2 separate regions of the Mus musculus genome follow, and region 1 is linked to region 2. Evidence: chromatin contacts called from public promoter capture Hi-C data. All regions are on one chromosome and are shown on one strand. Each heading gives the region's core, a stretch centred on a gene start, on an enhancer-like site or on the middle of the called end of the contact. The rest is flanking DNA. Distances are from core to core; before and after follow the strand shown. Region 1 has its middle 16 kb from the start of Gm11211. Region 2 has its middle 13 kb from the start of Rgs3.

Region 1 (4,739 bases), core at 421-2,920, 140 kb before region 2:
GTGAGGACTCTCCCTGGAAGGGGAGGGAGTGAAAAATCAGTACAAACATTTCACAAAATAGTTTGGCCTTAGTTATTCAAAGTGATGAAATGTGTATCCCACAACTGAGGACATTCTGTAAAACCAGCATGCACAAGGGCCCCAGGAGAGCAGAGGCCAGTGTCTCTCTCTCTCTGTGTGTGTGTGTGTGTGTGTGTGTGTGTGTGTGTGTGTGTGTGTGTAGTGGGGGGGGGGGGGGGGTAATAGGTTAGATGAGCATGTGACATTGTGTGCCAGGGTGACAGGCAAAGATGGAGGATGGGGGAGCTACGTGAGGACATCACATTGCAGAAGTCAAACACATGGAATCTGTGAACTGTGACACCCCACAGAGCATCCCAACAATGAACAATGAAGAACTCATTCCTCTGTTTTCAGAATGCCACAGTCGGCAACACCACTTGGTAAAGGGGCAGAAGTTGAGGTCCTTCTTCCTTACAGAGAGAGAGAGACACCCTGGGTTTCCGCCACAGCTACTGACACTCTAGTAGTTACTGGAGCTTGATTTACATCTGTTAAACAATGGGCATACTGGATGCTTTTCTCTCTACATAAACATCTAAAAAACCAACATGTTACAGTCAAGGCAGAGAAGAAAGGTCCTGCTGAGAGGCACACAGACAAGAGAGAGAGAGACAGACAGACAGACAGACAGGGGGAGAGAGAGAGAGAGAGAGTGGGGAAGAGAGAGGGGGAGAGGGAGAGGGAGAGGGGAGAGAGGGAGAGAGGGAGAGAGGGAGAGAGAGAGAGAGAGAGAGAGAGAGAGAGAGAGAGAGAGAGAAGGCAGGGGAAACCTAGGCAGAGCACAGGACAGGCCCTTGCTTTAACATTTGCACATTAGTCTAGTGTTCTGGGCCCACCAGACTCCCAAGTTCCCCAGAGAATTTACATTCCAGGAAAGGAGACCAGCAGGCATCAAATAAACACCAATTAAAATCTGCAGCTCAGGCTCTGGGGGTGGTCTAGGCCTTTCCTCTCTGCCTGTGGGAGGAGCCCACCTGAACCTGGCTCTCAAAGGTGGGCAGGGGGGTGGGGGGGGGGGATGAAATGGAGACTAGAGGACAGCAGCTGAAGGCTCCCTGGAGAGAAGGACTTTACAGTCTCCTTCTGTCCCCTACTGCTAAAAGGTCACTTGACTGTGTGCAGGGAACTGTGCAGAGTGGCCTGAGGCAAGTCACAGGAAGGTGAGAAAGGGTGTTTTGAGCTGGGTTTTGGAGGACTGGTAAGAGTTCACCAGACACAAATTATCAACTCATTAAGGATCTAGAATTTCACATCTTGCTCATTGATGCTGAAAACCTAGTCGTCCAGAAAGTAAAAACCAAGAACAGAAAAGTGTAGACATTATAAAGTATGACAGTAGAGAGCTGAGATGCACAGGTACGGGGGTGTCCTTAGAGCCCTGGGTCCACCCCACAGGTCAATGATGTCATTACCAGAGGAGAGAGGTGGCTGGTTGGGCAAAGCCAGAAGGCCAGGGTTCTGCCTGGGAAACAGCTGCCAAGGTTAGCCCCGCCTTCACCACACCCCGAGTTCAGGCTTCAGGGTCCCAGGAGGGTGGCAGCAGCGGGCCAGGGACACTGGAGCCAGGCACAATCACAGTGGGCAGCCGCAGCTGCGTGGCTTCGGAATCTGGTAGTTAGTGGGCGGCCTGAGGAGCCGAGCTGTCTCCCCTGTGTTTATCTGGCTCCATGGAGTAGCTGGGAACTTGATCTCCGTGGGGAAGCTGGCCTGGGTTGCCCTACCCAAGGAAGCCCTGGCCTCCCAGAGCACCCCAGAGATATCTGGAGAGAACAGAACCAGGAGCATATGAAGGGTGTGCCCAGGCCTGGGGTGAACCAGAGCAGCTCCCTCTGGGAGCATGCCTGCTGCTCTGACCATGGGCCAAATGCTTTCTGTGTAGCTTCCCTGCAAGGAAAGTGGTTTCCCTCTTCTTGAACAAGTTGGGGAAACTGAGGCTCAGAGATGGTAAGGAATTTGTTCAAAGTCACAGAGACAGTGCTGAGTTGGAATTCGGATCCAGCTGCTTGCAAAACCAGTGTCCCCAACCATTTTGTCGCCTTGACTCTGGGGGCCCTCCAGTCACTGTGGACCCTTCTGTGAACAGAGCTGGGGGTGGACATTGCCTGTCAGCCTTTCCTCCAGCCTCAGCAGCACCAGCTCTGGATGTTGAGCTCCTGGAGGCGGCTCCATCAGACCAGCTATGAGGAGTGTGTAACCATGGAAACAGGGTTTCACCTCTGGGCCCAGGTCTACCACCCAGTCAACACGCTGAACAGAGGAAGAATGAGAAGGACCTTCAACTTGAACACCTTGTCTCAGCCACTTTCCCACAGGGACAAAGCCAAGTTGCCCACTGCTAGCTGTGTGGCTCCAAGCAAGTGACATAACCTCTCTGATCCCTCAGTCCACTCCACACAATCCATGATGTCTCTCCCTCTCTCTCTCTCTCTCTCTCTCTCTCTCTCTCTCTCTATCACACACACACACACACACACACACACACACACGCACACGCACACACACACATACACGCACGCACACACGCACATGCACACACACACACATTCAGTAGTGATTGTTGGATTTGAACTTTGATATTTTTTTCTGTTTGTAGTTTTCAGATCCTTTCTTCCGTCATATGAGACATGTTTCCAAACAACAGAAGCCCCACACCCACTGCCAACATGCAAGACAGCACCAGGAAAGCTGGCAACCCCAAACTCCAGTGTTGATCTGAAACCTTACCCTTGCCCTCGCTCACAGACTTCTGGAAGCCTTAAACCTGTTTACAACACCAGACTAGAGTCTCCTGGGTGAGAAACCCGAGGTGGGTGAGCCAGGCATGGGTGGATTCCTAATCCCTGCTGTCTCCAGCTGTTTTCCCACGCTGGGGCTCAGTGGGGCTGGCTGCTCCTTCCCCGGGCCACCTCAAGGCCAGGAATGTCGCTGGTACCTTCCACCAGGAAATGCTGACCAGATTGCTTCCGTGCTCTTTGATGTAATCTGGAGTCTTTGAGCCCAGATGTCTCTGCCAGGCCTTTTAGGGAAATGCACAGTGCCTTCGTGACTGGGGAATTCCGAGGAACCCTGGTGGTCAGACTCTTTCTGACCTCCTCATAGTGATGCAAGGGCAGGTGGAGACAGAGGGAAGGTCATCTAGAGAGCTGTTGGCCAGGATCCTCTCAATTCCCTGTCTGTGGTTCCATGGTCCCTGCCCTCTGGGAGTTCCCAGGTCTCCCGAGGCAGGTACCCCCACGCCCCTAGGGGACAAAAGGACTCGGTTCTGCAGAAAGAATGTCCGGACCAGGACCCCTCCCCAGCAGCTTTCTCCAGGAATCTTGTGTCCCTGTTCTTTGTCACATAGTCTGTGACCTCCAGGGCAGAGTGTCCCTGTGGGTAGCCTCACCAGGAGAGCCTTGACTTGAATGAAAGCGCTATGAGCTGGGTGCACAAGTACGCATACCTCTCTCCACAACTGATAAGCGCGGCAAAAGCACACAGATCTGGTGCTTTCCTTAGCACGGCTTGACCTTTGACTCTGTGACCAGGCCTGGAAGCAAAGCAGCCCCCCCCCCTACCAAGGCCCACACTGGGTTCCAGAGCTGACCTAGAGGGACCCTTCTTCCTTAGGACAGAAGTTCTATTTGCGTGATGATGGGGCCTCACTACCTGTCCCTCATCTCCTGTGCTGTTAGAAGGAACCAGACCACAGCAGGGCACAGAGAGATAGATGGTCAGAGATCCAATGATATCTATCCCTTCGGCGCCCATGTGTCTCTGTGTAGACTAAAATGGGGAGAGAAGTCTGCCTTAGGGAACTGGCCTGAGTACCACCCCTTGTCACCTGATGAGACCAGGCTCGGGGAGACACAGCCCAGCAAATCCCGCATGGGGTAGTGCTCTGTTAGGCCTCCCCTCCTCCCTCTCCGGAACTTTCTGGTTGATCACTGCAGCCAAAGATCACCGTGGCATCCCTTGGTGCGTCTATTGAGACAAGCCTGTTAGCTTGTTCCTGGGCTACCAGGAGAGACTGTCCCCTGGAAGACGTGGGGACCGTCCGACTCCAGGTGCAGCGTGAAGGGACTTTGTAGTACAGAGTATTTTATTATCTGATTAGGCCCCTTGATGGGTTCCACATGGACCCACTCTTGGGTCCTCCCTCTGCCTCATGAATCCCATACCCCATGAGTATTGCAGCTCACGTAGATCTAGCCCCTTCCCGGAAGATTCTCTTAGGCTTGTTTCGGCAGGACTACAGGATCAGGCAGTATGCTGAAGATGGTGACCCTCCCAGACCTCAGCCAGCATCCCCTTTTCCTCCATTCCCCAGAACACTTGAGCTGACCCAGACCCAACCTCAGGGAACAAACAGAGGCTGCCTCTCCTTCAGGGAAAGGGGCCCCTGGCCCCCTGAGCCCCTCTCTCTTCAGGGATTTCTGACTAACCTTCTCCCTCCCTGCTCTGTTTCCTGGTGCTAGGCTCAAGGCATTCTCTGCCATTTCCTCCACTAAGCCTGCACCTCTGACACAACATTCCACGAGGGCACTCAGGCCCATTGTCCACAGTCTCCATTGTCCAGACAGGCGACTGAATACCTCACACTCCTTCCCTCCACTGTGGCTAGAGGGGCCCGCTGGGGTCTGAAGAGGACTGGGCAGTTGGCATTTGGGAGGAAAGTGAAACACAGAGGGCAAGAG
Region 2 (4,419 bases), core at 766-3,265:
ATGGTGCATACACAAAAAACATTCAATCCCCCAAGCATTTCCAGATCTGGGCTGGAGATCAGAGCTGATGTTCGTTCACATGGAACCCGTTGAAATGCATTCAGTTCTATTCCAGGTGCTGGACAAGGGCTACTGGCCACCGGGTCTCCCAGATTCTCAGATTACCTCTGTGAAATGAGTCCCGAGATGCTCCTGCCCCTGGGCTTGGCTGGCAGATGCTCTCACCTGCTTTCCTTAGCAGCCAATCATTCCTGCTGCTTGCCCACTACACCCCTCCCCCATGCTATAACATCTGCCTCTCATTCTTTACAAGCACAACTGCCTCCTTTGTCCCCCACTGCCTGCAAGATCAGTGTGTTTTAAACACACACACACACACACACACACACACACACACACACACACACACACACACAATCTCTGCGCGCACACACACACACACACACACACAATCTCTGCACACCTGAACCAGGTCTCATCATGGCAGCCTGAGGCCACCACAACTATCCCTGACTTCCTCATTACTTCCTGCTTGCTTATGCCACACCTGGTCTAAAACAACCCTTCCACCTCTACTCTCTACCCAGGTTCAGAAGTCCACACTTCCCATGAAGCTCTCCGAGTCACTTTCCCATCCTTACTCTTCTCCAGTCATCCCGTTCTGTTTGAGAGGTTCGTTAGTATTCATGAGGCATGCATATGCTGGGGACAGTGGTGACTCAGTGCAAAGTAGGCCCAGAGGGGGACAGTGCACAGTATCCTATGGAACTGGGTTACGTGTGTGCTGTTACTGTCCTTTATCTCCAGACAGTGCCTCGTATCCCTTCCTGGAGAGTGGGCACCTTAAGAGCTGAGTCTTGGTGTATGCTAGTTGCCATCTGTGGGTTAAGCCCTCCTTGTTGATACCAAGAGCTTGCAAATGTTCACTGGCAACGTCTTGGCCTCCTCTTCATCACTACCTCCATATGACTGGGACTCAGGGTACCAGCCTCTGCAACTTATTTAGCCTGAAGGCACAAGGTAAGTACCTCAAGTATGCTGCCACCCCCTAACCCAGAGAAGGTTCTCAGCCCTGCACAGCAGTTCTCCTCACCTGGTCTCACTGGCCCGGTTCCACACTGTCACCAGAAGACGCTTCTGATCACCCTCCTCTGGGACAGGACTAGGAAGCAAAGCAGACCACCAGAGCATTAGGAGGGCCCAGCTCTAGGCCAGGCTCCCGGAGCTGGCCATGACTACAACAGCTGAGCCGGCATCTATACAACTTGCTAAATATAGTGCCACCGTGTGGGAGCTGCGTCCTCACGTGCATAATAGCATTCATACTACATTGTTAGGGACAAAAGAGAGGCCAGAACACACGGTCATAAAACAGTCCTGTGTTGTAAACACACAGAGAGGTGCACGTCCACAGAAAGAGAGATCTGACAAGAAACAGAGCAACTCCTATCTTATGTGAGTAGGAGGAGGATGCTGAGGGTTTTCTATTCTCTTCCTTCTGTTCGCCCGTATTGTCCAGAATTACCTTGTGAAATGAGAAGCAAACCAAAATATTATGATTCGCTCTCACTAACAGGAAAAGGGTCAATGCCCATGCCCTTCCCACTGGCCCTGGAGCATCCAGAGAGGAGGGACAGAAATAATATAACAACAACAGCAGCAGCTCTCCCGCCAATGGGCGCTGCCCCACGTCCCACTTAAAGAGTCCCAAGCTCCCCAGGAAGAAACTATTATTAACTCCATTCTACAAATGAGGAAGCTGGGGCTCAGGGAGGTTAATGAGTTTAAATGAAAAGGGATGCACAGGTAATACCCGCCCTTCAGCTTGGAAAATTCCTTCTATTGAAGGTGAGAACTTGGCCAGAGGCAGTGGGAAACCAACCGGCTTCTCTTTTTTTTGGGGGGGGGGGGAGTAGGGGGAGTGCTGCCAGCCCTAAGCTAGTTACTGTAGTTAGGAGAGACAGCCAAGTGACACATTATTCCTGTAGGCCCCGCTGCTGGGCCCTCGGCCAGGGATGCAAGGACACCGGGGAGGAGACAACAAAGGCATCCTTCAGAAGTCACTGTTGTTCTGCTCAGATCTGTGTCTAGATCTGGCGAACTGAGATCTTTCCAGGCAAACCCCTCCCTGCCTCTCCTCTCAAGGGCCAAGCCGGTCCTGACTCTTACAAGAAGAAGTGCTCGTGGAAAGCTGGGTCTCGGCAGTCTGGAATGATCTGTGTGGTCTGGCAGGGGAGCTGGCTGTCTTCTGGGATCAAAGAAACCTTCGTTGAGTAGAGAAAGTAATAGCATTAGGTGATCATAGAGACACAGTCACCCAAGCCCCACAGCTAGCTCGGAACAGCTAGTTCTGCGAGGCTCCAAAGTAAAAGCTTTCCCCGTGTTCCTCAAGCCAGCCTGAGAAGACCACAGAGTAGAGTCCCCATCGCAAACAAGGAACCTGCCTGCGGCCAGTAGAACGCACACCAGGACAGGGAGTCATGGTGGTGGTAGTAAGATAGAGAGAAGGTATAAGCTTATCATCTCTATTCTTCCCTAGACCAGGGAGGTTTCCCCTAAGCCAAAGGCCTCCTCCCTCTTAGGTCCCCAGGTGCTCTTGGGCATTCTGCCCTTGTCCCACCCCAAGCGGCCCCAAGACCATGTTTTCACTACAGTCCTCTTCCTCCCAGGCCTCAGGCAGCCAGCCTGTTCCTACAAAGCCATTCTCCAGCTCTTGGCAGGAAGGGTTTCTGGACTTAAAGGGAAGAGAGCGTCAGGCCTGCACCTGGCATCTTGGCTGCTACAGTCTGGTATGCCCCTGGCCTTTGGCTTCCTGTATCTTTACCCCTGTGGTCCTCTGGACTCATTGCCAGGGTCTAACTCAGAAAGATCTCCCAGCCCTCAGGGAAACCCCTCCTGCTCTCCTGCCCAAGTCTGACTGCTCTCTCTGCCTCTGGTTGGGTAGGGAAGGGGGTGAGGATGCCGTGTCCACTAGAAAGCCTGTGTTTCAGTCACCAGCACAGTCACCACGTGGATCACCAAGATCACCCTAAGGACTCTAGCTCTTGACCAAAGCCTTAGGGAACAAGTCAATCAAAAGAACAAGAGTCTAGACCAGCGTGGGGCCTCATGAATGCCCAGAGACCCAGTGAATGAGGTGGTGAATGGTCACTAACCCATAGGTGTCCTTGGACCTTGAGAGTCCAACTCAGTACCCCACACCTGCCTCTCACCCCATCAGATACCTTCACATAGGGATCGCAGATGCCAGGCTCCCTGCTCATCAGGCCTTTGCCTTCTATGACTGAAAAAGAACAGAAGGGTTAGGGTGGGGGAATGGAAGTACACACACTTCAGCACAAGCACGCACTCGCTAATGGAAAGACATTTTCTATTTTGTACTCAAATAGAAGACATAGCTGTGGGCAGTAGGATTCTGACCCTTCCCCAGGTCTTTGAGTTGACCTGATGGTTTTGACCCCATCTCTGCCTCGTCTCCTTCACCAACGTGTTCTAGCAGCACCCTCACCAAGGTATAGAGTAGAGCGCAATCCATTCCCCAAGTCTTATATAGCTGGAGGGGGAACTTGCAATATATTCAACATATTCGATCTAAGCATTACTAGCTGAAGCAAACATGGCTGCCAGGAGGGCTCAAAACTCTAAGAAACATGTGTAGAGTCACAGAACAAGGGAAATGGCAGTTCCTTTAGAACCTGTGTCTCTTGACCAGTCCGGTGAGCTCTCTACCTTCCAAGACAGCCTCCAGGGATGGGAACCCAGGCTGTGTGGGCACTGTGCTGTGCAGTGGGTAGTGCCACAGAATGGTCACGAGCTCAGAGTCCAGAGGCAGGCAGATTGCATGTGAAGCCAGCTGCACCATTCACTTACCATGTATGCTAGAGCAAGGAACTCCAGTTTGCTCAGACTGAGTGCCTCATTTCCCTAAGAGCTCGTATTGGTATTCACTCACATGACACTTGTACTTTTAAAATAAAAGAACCTCTCTAAAGTGCCCAGTAGACTGCTGGGCCAATAAGTAACTGTTCTGCAAAATATTTGCTATATAAGAGAATGAGGGCTGGGGTGTGGCTTAGTTAGTAAAGTGGCTAGCATACATGAGGCCCAAGATTTGATACCCAGCCCTACCAACAAAACAGAAAACAACAACAACAATAATAAAGATCAACAGACAGACAGACAGACAGGAATGGGGTAAGTGCTTGCTATAAAGGTAAGAATGGCTCTCTTGCCTGATGTCCACAGCCGGCAGGTCTTACAGAACCCCCGATCTCTTGTTTTCTTTTGTGTTTTGTTTGGTTGGACCCTGGGGCTTGGCTCACACAGAGCCCCGTCCGTCTGAGGCATGAAGCCTGGGAAGCCAGGCTGGAAGGGATGAAGAGCTGAGGCTGGGGGGAAGCCAAAGCAAACCACAGAGGA

What was found. Capture Hi-C pulls out chosen DNA fragments and counts their contacts.
Region 1: a promoter capture Hi-C map of adipose tissue shows a contact between it and region 2. The contact joins two enhancer-like sites. A contact is called at or near these places in 1 of 39 promoter capture datasets (embryonic stem cells), 7 of 484 Hi-C or Micro-C datasets (the C10 cell line, bone marrow-derived macrophages, colorectal tumor organoids and 4 more), 4 of 115 datasets of contacts at active chromatin or transcription factors (Th17 cells, embryonic fibroblasts, embryonic stem cells and 1 more) and 4 of 9 other capture datasets (adipose tissue, embryonic stem cells, liver and 1 more).

What each region holds. Positions count from the first base shown.
Region 1 is chr4:62,741,637-62,746,375 of GRCm38.p6, reverse strand. No RefSeq gene overlaps it. Among named protein-coding and RNA genes, the nearest start is that of Gm11211, 16 kb to the right of the region's middle. Within about 2 kb of position 1,670, at least 74 of the 459 cell types and tissues checked have an H3K27ac peak or open chromatin away from gene starts, as enhancers often do. A contact at or near this core is called in adipose tissue, where this site is marked.
Region 2 is chr4:62,604,352-62,608,770 of GRCm38.p6, reverse strand. It overlaps a transcript of Rgs3 not described here. Among named protein-coding and RNA genes, the nearest start is that of Rgs3, 13 kb to the left of the region's middle. Within about 2 kb of position 2,015, at least 39 of the 459 cell types and tissues checked have an H3K27ac peak or open chromatin away from gene starts, as enhancers often do. A contact at or near this core is called in adipose tissue, where this site is marked.